Regions from separate parts of the Mus musculus genome. Here all the other regions are linked to region 1. The links are chromatin contacts, called in public Hi-C and HiChIP or PLAC-seq maps. All regions are on one chromosome and are shown on one strand. Each heading gives the region's core, a stretch centred on a gene start, on an enhancer-like site or on the middle of the called end of the contact. The rest is flanking DNA. Distances are from core to core; before and after follow the strand shown.

Evidence for each region. Hi-C and Micro-C count contacts between places; a contact is called where the count stands out from the background. HiChIP or PLAC-seq counts read pairs in DNA pulled down with a chosen protein or histone mark.
Region 2: an HNF4G HiChIP or PLAC-seq map of pancreatic cancer cells shows a contact between it and region 1. The contact joins two enhancer-like sites. A contact is called at or near these places in 3 of 15 datasets of contacts at CTCF or cohesin (the NIH/3T3 cell line and large pre-B cells), 28 of 484 Hi-C or Micro-C datasets (the C2C12 cell line, CD8 T cells, the N1E-115 cell line and 20 more), 17 of 115 datasets of contacts at active chromatin or transcription factors (the NIH/3T3 cell line, VIP interneurons, acute myeloid leukemia and 14 more) and 4 of 9 other capture datasets (adipose tissue, embryonic stem cells, liver and 1 more).
Region 3: a Hi-C map of bone marrow-derived macrophages shows a contact between it and region 1, with 33 read pairs. The contact joins two enhancer-like sites. A contact is called at or near these places in 3 of 484 Hi-C or Micro-C datasets (the HL-1 cell line, the HPC-7 cell line and bone marrow-derived macrophages), 5 of 115 datasets of contacts at active chromatin or transcription factors (bone marrow-derived macrophages, craniofacial prominence, embryonic basal ganglia and 2 more) and 4 of 9 other capture datasets (adipose tissue, embryonic stem cells, liver and 1 more).

What each region holds. Positions count from the first base shown.
Region 1 is chr5:125,070,356-125,073,752 of GRCm38.p6, forward strand. The region is part of intron 14 of Ncor2 (nuclear receptor co-repressor 2); the gene reads right to left. Among named protein-coding and RNA genes, the nearest start is that of Rflna, 69 kb to the left of the region's middle. Within about 2 kb of position 1,681, at least 113 of the 459 cell types and tissues checked have an H3K27ac peak or open chromatin away from gene starts, as enhancers often do. A contact at or near this core is called in the C2C12 cell line, the N1E-115 cell line, the NIH/3T3 cell line and 6 more, where this site is marked.
Region 2 is chr5:125,266,659-125,270,055 of GRCm38.p6, forward strand. No RefSeq gene overlaps it. Among named protein-coding and RNA genes, the nearest start is that of Gm32585, 16 kb to the left of the region's middle. Within about 2 kb of position 1,878, at least 115 of the 459 cell types and tissues checked have an H3K27ac peak or open chromatin away from gene starts, as enhancers often do. A contact at or near this core is called in the C2C12 cell line, the N1E-115 cell line, the NIH/3T3 cell line and 5 more, where this site is marked.
Region 3 is chr5:125,224,717-125,228,113 of GRCm38.p6, forward strand. No RefSeq gene overlaps it. Among named protein-coding and RNA genes, the nearest start is that of Gm32585, 26 kb to the right of the region's middle. Within about 2 kb of position 1,690, at least 79 of the 459 cell types and tissues checked have an H3K27ac peak or open chromatin away from gene starts, as enhancers often do. A contact at or near this core is called in adipose tissue and bone marrow-derived macrophages, where this site is marked.

The DNA of each region.
Region 1 (3,397 bases), core at 431-2,930:
CAAGTAGTGGTGCACACATGTGACCCCAACACCCCAACACCTGGAACGGAGAGGCAGGAAGACTGCAGCAAATTTTAAAAAGGCTGGCCAGGGCTACATGGTAAGATCCTGTCTCAAAACCATCTGAATAAAAATAAAATAAATTCCCAGGTTGTTCCAGCACATTGCAGTCTGGCTGGCAAGTTCTTATCTAAAGGACTTCAGGCTGGACAGCCTGTAGGTTCCAAGGCACCTGGCTTGGCTCTGCCACTGTGTGAGCAAATGGGAATGGCCACATGCCAATAAAGCTTGATTTACAAAGGCAAGTGGGAGGTGGAGTTTGGCCATAGGCTGACTCTAGGCTAACCCGAGGCTCCACATGTTTACCTAGCCCCTTGCAAGTCTGCTGCTAAGATCCTCAGACCACAGTGAGAAACCAGCATGGTTTCTGTATTCCATGGCAGGAAGGATACGGGGAAACGCACGCACGCACGCACGCACGCACGCACGCACGCACGCCCCAGCCTGGAGAGCCACGAGAGGCAGAATGCCACCCTCCCCATGACTCCCACACGTGCAGTATCCAGTGACAACTCATCAGTTACGGGCAAGGTGACCATGTACGTCCCCCACCCCCAGGTCACAGCACTAGGAACACCCTGAAAGGATCCACAGGGAGCTTCAGGTATCTGTTCTTTCTGCTAGGACCCATTTTTTCTTTCAGAAGCCCACGGTAGTAAGGCCAGGTGTCAGCTGACGACATGTATGGGATGAGACTGCTCTCACATCACAGGTCCAGCTTCTTGCTCCTCCCAACAACCCTGACATTACATTGTTCCATAGATGAGAACAAGACACAGAGAGGTAAAGCGATCCATCTAGGGCCACACAGCATTTCCCAGCAGAGCCTACAGCCAGATATCCCCAAAGATAGCCTGCTCAGGGACTCTGGGTTCCTCCGAGTTCGGAGAACTGCCATTCCTACCCTAAACAAACTCTTATTTACAGGGGCGCCGAGACCCCCACAAGTATAGAGAACAACCTGACAGAACATGTTCTGAAGCTGACGTTGTCAGGACTGAGGTGCAGAGGGAGGGCAAAGGTAAAACCTTTGTGGTGGTCTGAATGTGCGTGGCCCATGGGAAGTGGCACTATTAGGAGGTGTGGCCTCATTAAAGGAAGTGTGTCACTGCGAAGGCGGGGCTTTGAGGTCTCATATATGTGCTCAAGTTTGGCCAGGGTGATCCAGACCCTCCTCTTGGCTGCCTTCAGATCAAGACGTTAAACACTCAGATCCTTCTAGAGCACCAGCCTGCCTCAACGCTCCCATGCTCCTGCCATGATGATAATGTACTGAGCCTTTGAAATGGTAAGCCACCTCTAATTAAATGTTGACCCTTATAAAAGTTGCTTTGGTCATGAGTCTCTTCACAGCAATAAAACCCTAAGAGAACCTTCAAAAGGCACAAATGGCCCTGTGTGGCCTTGAGTCACTGAGACCCTCCGGATGAGGAAGCAGGCCCAGTAGGACCCAGCCCCTGCACTGGGTCTTCAGGGCTCTATGGAGGACAAGATCAAGGGAAGGGATTGGGGAGCCCCTGGATTCCATCCCAAACTTAAATAAACAAAGGAGAACCTGCGAGTGCACAGCCACCCTGACTAATACACTCAGACACTCGCTCATTCAATAAACACTGTACTACCAAGGACCGACAAACACCCCACAAGTGAGTTGCAAGAGCTTCCTGTGTGGAGAAGGGGAGAGGTTGGCTGGGTGGAGGCCAACAGGGCTGGGGGTCAGAGTGGAGCAACACAGCCTGCAGCTGGTGGTACGGCTTCATGCCTGCTCTGTGTCTCTCCCAGGGACACATAGCAAGGAATGCAGGCTCAGCCCTCAGCAGAGGTGTGTTGGAGTTCCCTGAGAGTGTGGAACAACAAGAGCCCATAAAGCCTGGGCACACTGTCATTAACAGAGAGCAGGGCTTTCTGTTGTTATGAGGTAAGGAGGGTCTCACTATGCCACCCTGGTTAGCCTGGAGCTCAATATATAATCCAGACCGGCCTCAAACCCAAAGAGAACTTCCTGCCTTTATCAAACCCAAAGAGAACTTCCTGCCTTTGCTGCCCGGGTGCTGGGACTAAAGGTGTGTGCCACCATGCCAGGCCAGAGATCAGCTTTTAAACAGACATCAGGGGCTGAGTCATGTGGTGCCTCTCCAAGGGGCAGCTGCATGGCCGCTGTGGTCCAGGCAGCCTAGACTGTGAAGTCATTCCCACTGCTTGATGGTGGAGCAGGAACAGGATATAGTGTGTGCTTCTGCAACCCTGAGGCTTGAGTCAGAGTTGGCAGGAGTAAGAATTTACATGACAGCAGTAGCACTTCATACACACCATGGTGGCTCCCAGCATTAACTGATAGCGCTTTCCCGAGCTGCTCTGGTGTGGAGACACTTCTACTGAGTACCGTGAGACACACGCCCAGGAGTCCGTTCATGGTGGCCAATGGCTTGTCTACTTATTAATTCACAGAACTTAGGACTGAGCCCTTGGCTTTGGCACACGCTAGCCAAGGGTCGTACCCCTGAGCTGCACCACTAATCCCAAGGCCCCATTTTAAATCCTCAACTGGGGGCTGGGGGAGCTCAGCAGGTGTGCTGGCTAGTTTAATGTCAAACTGACATAAGTTAGAGTCATTTATGTAGAGGGAATCTCCGCTGAGAAAATACCCTCATCAGTTTGTGGGCAAGCCTGTGGTCCATTTTCTTAGTTGACAGTGATATGGAAGGTTGCTCGTGTGCATGCTCTCTCCCTCTCCCTCTCCCTCTCCCTCTCCCTCTCCCTCATACACACACACACACACACACACACACACACACACACACACACACACCTTGCCCTGCCTCCAGAATAAGCACACGGGACATCCAGGCTGGACCTACCTCCACATGTTAGCTTGCTCCTGCCTCCCTCCTGCTCTCAGATAGAGGCGACCGAAGAAGAGTCCCTTCCTCTGACCTTTGCACCCGCTGTGTCTTTTGCCTGGTCAGTTCCTTCTTATTGCTCATCTGTTCCTTCAAGGGATCAGAGCCCTGAAAGCTACTCTTGATCACATGGCCCCCAGGACTTCAGCAGTCCTCCACAAGTGGCTGTCCAGGGACCTCAGTTGTCTCATTACAGTGAAGCCATGCTGACCTTTGATGAGCCTTTGCTGACGGGTGGCTCCCAGTGCTACTGATCTAGTTAGCCGTAAATAGCATTTAGGAGCACCGGGGTGATATCTGTCTCAGGAAAGTGATGGACTATGTCCAGCAGCACCCACACTTCCCACCTTAAGGCAGTTTGGGTGGTTGGGGGAGCTGGGTCCCCTGTGCTGTGTATCCTGGCCCAGTCTTGAACCTTTCTCGTTTCCCATGGAAGT
Region 2 (3,397 bases), core at 628-3,127, 200 kb after region 1:
GGGTGCTTAAGAGGAGTGGCCACAGTAGAATCAGGGAGGCCAGCCTGGAGGGGGTGTATGGGGAAATGGATGGATGTCCCAAGAAAAAGGGATGGGTTGAAGGTCTGACTGGCAGGGGCTGTGGGGACAGAGCTAGCAGGTTGATGTGCAAGGGTGTGGACAATGGGGAGGGTTGGAGAGATGGCTCAGCGGGTAAGAGCACTGACTGTTCTTCCAAAGGTCCTGAGTTCAAATCCCGGTAACCACATGGTGGCTCCCAACCATCCATCCATCAGGAGATCTGACGCCCTCTTCTGGAGTGTCTGACAACAGCTACAGTATACTCACATATGATAAATAAATAAATAAATAAATAAATAAATAAATGTGTTGGGGGCTGGGCTATGTCAGATACACCATCAGCCAGGGGAGTGGTCCCACCAGGCCACTCCACAGTGTAGACACCCCAGTCACAAAGTCACTGCTGTCCTCCTCCTAAGGCCCTTGTGGCTCTGGGGGAGTGACTCGGAAACTGAGGTTGTCCAAGGACATGCCACCCCAGCAGCAGCTTAGCTCTCCAGAGACAACATGGTGACAGGAAGGGGAACCCGGCCAGCTGGCAGCCAGCTTGGGCTGCAGAAAACACACTGCCCAGCCGGGAGCCAGGGCACCCGGGCCACCTTGGTGGCTACAGCAGATTATGGGACCCAGAGGGCAGCCTTATCCTCCATCTGTCAAGCAAAGCACAGGCCCAGTTGGTCTCCGCAACAGACAAGAACCCCTCCTCCTGTGGGCCCGACCATCCACTGGCATTCATCACCCCCAAGACAGAAATGAAGCCGCAGCTGTATCGCTGTCCCAGGATCCGCGTTCCCTGCTCTGAAAACAAACGTCAGTTTTACGCTTGATATATCTGTGACTTTGCCGTGACATTTCCGAGGCGGCGGGAGGCCGTTACTGGGTGACAACGTTCTATTCCACTGACATTATCTCTTAATTACAATATGCAAGCAACACGGAAGGACGGCCCCATAAATAGATCATTTGGGGTTTCTGCTCTGCCGCCGCAGCCGCCACGAGCCGAGCTGCACACCGAGGGGCTCGCAAATGAAATGTGGGAGGGTGGGGGTGGGGAGGGATGAATGGCTGCAGGGGCGGGTGGCTGCGTGTCCTGACTCAATGACAGTGTGCTCAGCGACGCGGGTGTCAGGAAATGAGGCATTTTGACTGAGCTTCCAGCAGTCTCTTGGGTGTCTCCATTCTCATCCCTGTCAAAACAGCCCGCCACCGCCAATCCTGAGGACTTTAATGTCTGGCACCGAGGGACAAGCATTGATTTTTTTTTTTCTTCCAGGAAATTAATTCTGTGAGGGATCGTAGTCCAGGCTTGAACTCAGAGACCAACATGCCTCTCTGAATAGTAGGTACTGGTAGGAAGGAGGTACCTCATTTGCTTCTTGCAGCTACCCTTTCTGGCCAGCGTCTGGGCCAGGCATGCCTTTCCCATCTGCCTGCTGTAAACCACCTGCAGTGTGTAAGCCTATGGCCTGAGAGTTTCTACTTCAGTCCCAGGTTCAAGTTCTACCACTGAGCAATCCAGGATGCCAGAATCCTGTCGTGTGGCCAATAGCGCCATCTGCTGGTGATTTATAGGATTGCAGGGAAGTTTGCCTGGGTTTGTTCCACATTCCGTGATACATCTGAAAACCATTTCCAATTGCCATGAGCGAAATGTCCATCCAAAATCCCTCTCGCCCACCCTCATCTGGACCTTGGAGTGGGTGGGGCAGGAAGTGGCTTTCCTGTGAATTATACGTGGGCACGGTATGGTCATAGAGCCTTGCCCAGGGAGCTACAATGCATCCAGCCTGCTGCCACAGGGCTGGCCTCCCACCCCTGCCTGCTCCCTTGCCAAAGCTGATGTCAGGAGGAAACCATGTCCTGCCCCCAAACAGCTGCTGCCCACAGTCTGAGACCACAGGGCCAAGAGCCATACAAAGCTGGGTCAGAGAGGCCCGTGACGGAGTCCCTGCCCCTCCAACAGAAGACATTCCTGTGGCCCAGCAGAGGGCAGATGGTAGCCATAGCCACAGAGGGAGACCAGAGGGAGCACTGTGTGTGCTGTGTGTATCAGCTTACAAGTCCTTCTCCACATAAAGCCTTTCCTATCTGTCTGTGGCGGGCGATGTGGTCTCAGGGCAGGGTAAAAGCAGGGTGGTGGAAGAGGGGCAGATTGGGGGTGGAGACCCATGTCCTAAGGGAGTAGATGAGAGAAATGGGTATCACATCACAAAGCTCCTTCCACTTCCTACATAGAAGATGCTTCCTGCAAAAGCACAGCACTGGATGGCGTAAACCTGACTCCAGAATGGTGCCACGTGTAGCCCCAGTACCTCAGCTCTCCAGCCCAGCTCACTGCCAAACCTCAGAGTGGGGCAGCTCCCCTGAACCTGTATACCTAACCCCCAAATTCCAGAGAATCCTTCCCACCTCCTAGCTGCTCCACTCTGTCCTGTGACAGACAGGCTCTGGGAGACAGGCACTATTTTTAGACATGTGACTCTTCCTCGTTTCACCCAGTGTGTGCCACCTGTCTGGGGACAATCCTGAACTGAGACCCTCACCAAAGCAGCCTGGCCAGATAAATGGGGCTCCTTCTAGACCAGCGGTTCTCAACCTGTGGGTTGAGACCCCTTTGGCAAAGCTCTATCTCCGAAAGTATTTCCATTGTGATTCATAACAGCAGCAAAATTACAGTTCTGAAGTGCCATCAAAGATAACTTTGTGGCTGGGGGTCGCTATAACTTAAGGGACTGTATTAAAGGGCCATAGCATTAGGAAGGTTCAGAATCTCTGTTCTAGACAGATGCAGTTTGGGGCCTGAGCCCGTGACCTCCCTTCCTCCCTAGGCCTCCCGGGGTCCCTTGGCACTGGTCACACTTCCTGACCTGGGTTGAGATGCTCTTTCTGGGGTCACCAGCACAGCGGGCAGTCCTTGGGTGCTGCACAGAGAGGAACAGTGGGCAGCACTCATGAGCTGGCCTAGCCGCTGCGGTGCAAACCTGTTTCCCTATCAACCGTCATCTCTCTGTGCCTCAGCCTCCTCATTGTAAAAACGAGGGAATGATGACATCAGCACTCTCTCAGGTCACAAATACTGAACACAAATGGTCAACGTGGTACCATCTGTCTAGTACACAGCAAATATTCAAGTAATGACAACATCTTAGGGATGTAGAAGCCAGAGCCCAGCTTTGGTCTTCGCTGGGTAGGTAGTGGCCGGAACCTGCCATTTTGATTTTATTTTAAAAATTATGTGTATGCGTATGTGTCTGCCTATCTGTGAATGTGTGCACACATGTGTGCAATACCCATAAAGGCCAGAAGAGAGCGCCAGACCACCCTGGTTCTGCAGTTA
Region 3 (3,397 bases), core at 440-2,939, 150 kb after region 1:
GGACACAAATCAGGTGCATGGTGGCATAGCCTGGCTGCAAGGGTCAGTGGTGATGACTGCGTATCTGCATTTATGTGTGTATGCATATGTGCACACAAGCCTATATATCTATAGATCTATATCTATCTATATCTGTCTGTTTACCTGTGTTCACGACCCTAAACACAGATCTGGGCTGTCCCTTTGGGAAGACAAGCCCCAGCTCAATGGCACTGGAGCCTGCAGGACCCACAACACAGTACACAGAACAGGACTGTAAGGACTAGAGGCCAGTGGAACCCCAAGGTCAGCAGGGACCTGAGGTCAGTGGGGACCCAAGGCTATCGGGAGACTGAAGAGCTGCAGGGCCCCCAGGCCAGTGGCAGCTTGAGGTCAGCAGGGCCTGAAGGCCAGCAAGATCCAAGGCCTGTGGAAACTGGAAGTCGGCAGAGATCCAAGGATGACCTCTGACCTTAGGCATTGCTAGGATTCTCCCTGGGAGGGGCCTGCGCCATCTGGAGAGGGGCAATGTAAAGGAGGCCACAGAGGGTGAAGCTGGATTTGTGTGAACTTGACCCAGTATCCATCAATGGGCTGGAAGGAGAAGCCAGGGGAACATAGTTCCCAGCCTTAGGCAGAGGCTGCTTGTGTCCTGTTTGTCACAGGAAAGAGGATTGCAAATGAGCTCAAGCCCCTGCCACCCCATTCCAGGACCAGGATTCTCCATAGAGTTGGCCAAGGGGGAAGCCTCTGGGATCTCAGCTTCCTCCTGCTTCCTGGGGACCTGCCTCTGCCTTGATGTAACCCCCTGCACCTAAGTGGTCAGTATGATGCCTGAATTCAGTAGGCACCCAATAAAGGCCTGCTTAGAAAAGCTGGCTGTTATTCACGGGCCTCTATGAAACAACAGAGAACAGGACTGGAGAGCAGATAGGTGCCTTGCTCAGAGTGGGAATGTAACCGCCTGGGCCTCAACTTCCTTACCTGTGACCCAGATTGAGGCAGGAGAACCACACTGAGGAGATTCTCCGAAATGTTTAAAATCAGCTCTGGTACATAGCAGGTGGTCCAGCCTGGGCTACCACGTGTCCCAAAGACAGGCAGAGGCCTAGACATCCTACAGTGTTCTCGGCAGCCCTACCACCCCATCTCATGGTTCCCACATTCCCCCAAGGAGGCTGAGGAGGTGGCTCAGTGGTTAAGAGCACTTGGCTGCTCTTGCAGGGGATCTGAGTTCAGTTCTCAGCACCCACACCGTGTCTCACTGTCATCTTTAACTCCAGTTCCAGGGGACCCAATGGCCTCTTCCACATATTTATTTGGTGCACATACATGCATCAAGGTAAAACATGCAAATGGTACACGATATACATGCAGGTAAAAGACCCATAAATATATATAATAATTAAAATTTTAAAACACCTTCTAAGAAATAAAGCCCCATGCCCAAGGCTCTAACAGCTAGAAGATGGCAGGGCTAACTGAGGCCTACACCCGGAAGGGACAAAGGACCCAGGAAAGAGGGCCAGCCTGTGGGAGCTTGCATGATAATCTGCCAGGGCAGCTCTGAATGCCATTGAATGGTACCATCTAGATTTTAATGGCCCACTGTGTGCCTGGGGCCAGCAAGCATTCCCAGCTGTGAGGCAGGAGGCTGACGTGGGCATAACGCCCAGCCACCGTGGCGGCTCTCACGGGGAAACGGGTGGAGCTGCAGTTCCATGGGCAGCTGGCACACACGCTGGAGACTGCTGCCATGGTGACAGGGCTAGGCCAGCTCCCTGTGCGTGGGCCACATCCTTCCTCTCTGGGGACGGCAGGGCCAGGACTCTGGAGAAACCTCTCCCTTTTTCCCGTTCCAGGGGTCATCTGGGTGTCCCCATGGATACCCGGCCAAGTCCAGGGCAAAACCAGGTCACGACCCCTTGCCTAACCAGCTGGTGTGTGAGGTACTCAACTGGCGGAGTGGCAGACTGCTAACACTCACGCAGATTCATGACAGAGGTGGAAAGGCTGAAGTTCAGGAAGCTGAACGGCTTGCCTCGCATCATGAGGCTGGGATTTGGGGAAGGAAGGAAAAAGGACTTACTCAACCCCTGGCTGTAGATTCTGCATCAGGCTAGGGAGCTAGGAGTGTCAGTTTCTTGGAACCTTGGAAGATCAACACTTGATCTCTCAGCCAAAAGGCGGAGAATCAATTGCCCTGACCCCAGGAACTGATGGGTTCAAAACTTTCGCAGCCTGAACGTAAGATCAGATGTTTGCAATGTAAGAGCATTGCAGGAGGAGGTAACATCTTGGTATCAGGGGGGACAGGAGAGATGCAAAGCACAGCCTGGCCCAAGCCTTACCTGCTTTGAAGTTCACAGCCAACTTGCCTAGCCAGTGCGCTGGACCTTGTTTCTGCCCACGGAGCGCTAGCGGTTTGACCAGAGTCCCCCTGAGACTCGGGGCAAGAAGTTGATCTCTAAATCATTGTGCTCCTGAAACAGCTGGGGTGTGGGGTGCTTAGCGTGTGTGTGTGTGTGTGTGTGTGTGTGTGTGTGTGTACAAGTTGTAGGTGTCAGGTCATCAGGCTTGGTGGCAAGCCCCTTCATCTGCTGAGCCACTCCACTAGCCCATCAAGCATCTTCACTCCTATGATAATAAGCCCACAGTGGAGTTGCTGGGGGGAGCACAGCTGAACAGTGGGTTTAGGACCTGGGTCTTTCACCTGGTCAACTCATTTCTACAGGACAAAAATATAGCCCAATATAGGACAGCCACTTCCTCACATTTCTTCTTAAATTATTGCCGGAGGCTGGAGTTCACAAGTACATTGTGCGCACAGTGCATGTATATATGCACACTGGCTTGTATGCAGGTGTGTGGAGGTCAGAGGACAACCTCAGATGCCGTCCTCAGGAGATTTTTCACCTCCTTTGACAGGCTCTCTCACTGGCCTGGAGATCACTCATGTAGCTGGCCAGGAGTCATTTTCTCCTGTCCAGTGCTGAGATCACAGGTATGTGTACCATGCCTGCCTTCTTACGTAGGTTCTGAGGGTTGAACTCAGGTCTTCACGCTAGTATGGCAGGCGCTAACCCTCTGCGCCAACTCCCCAGTACTGCTTCTCTCCCTTTAAAAGTGTTAATTATTTTTATGTGTATGTGTATACCTACATGAGGTTGTGTACCATGTGTATGCAGTACCCACAGAGTCCAGAAGAGGGCATTAGATCCTCTGAAGCCAGAGTTGCAGGTAGTTGTGAGCATGCTGAGAACTAAACCTGAATCCTCTGTAAGAGCAGCTAGTGCTCTTAACCCCTGAGCCATCTCTCCAGTACCTTCTTCTTTTTAAGAGGGAGTAAAATACCCCACAACTTCCTAGGGAAGCTTTTCTCATTGGCTAGACTTGAGTCCCCTTGGCTGAGACCAAG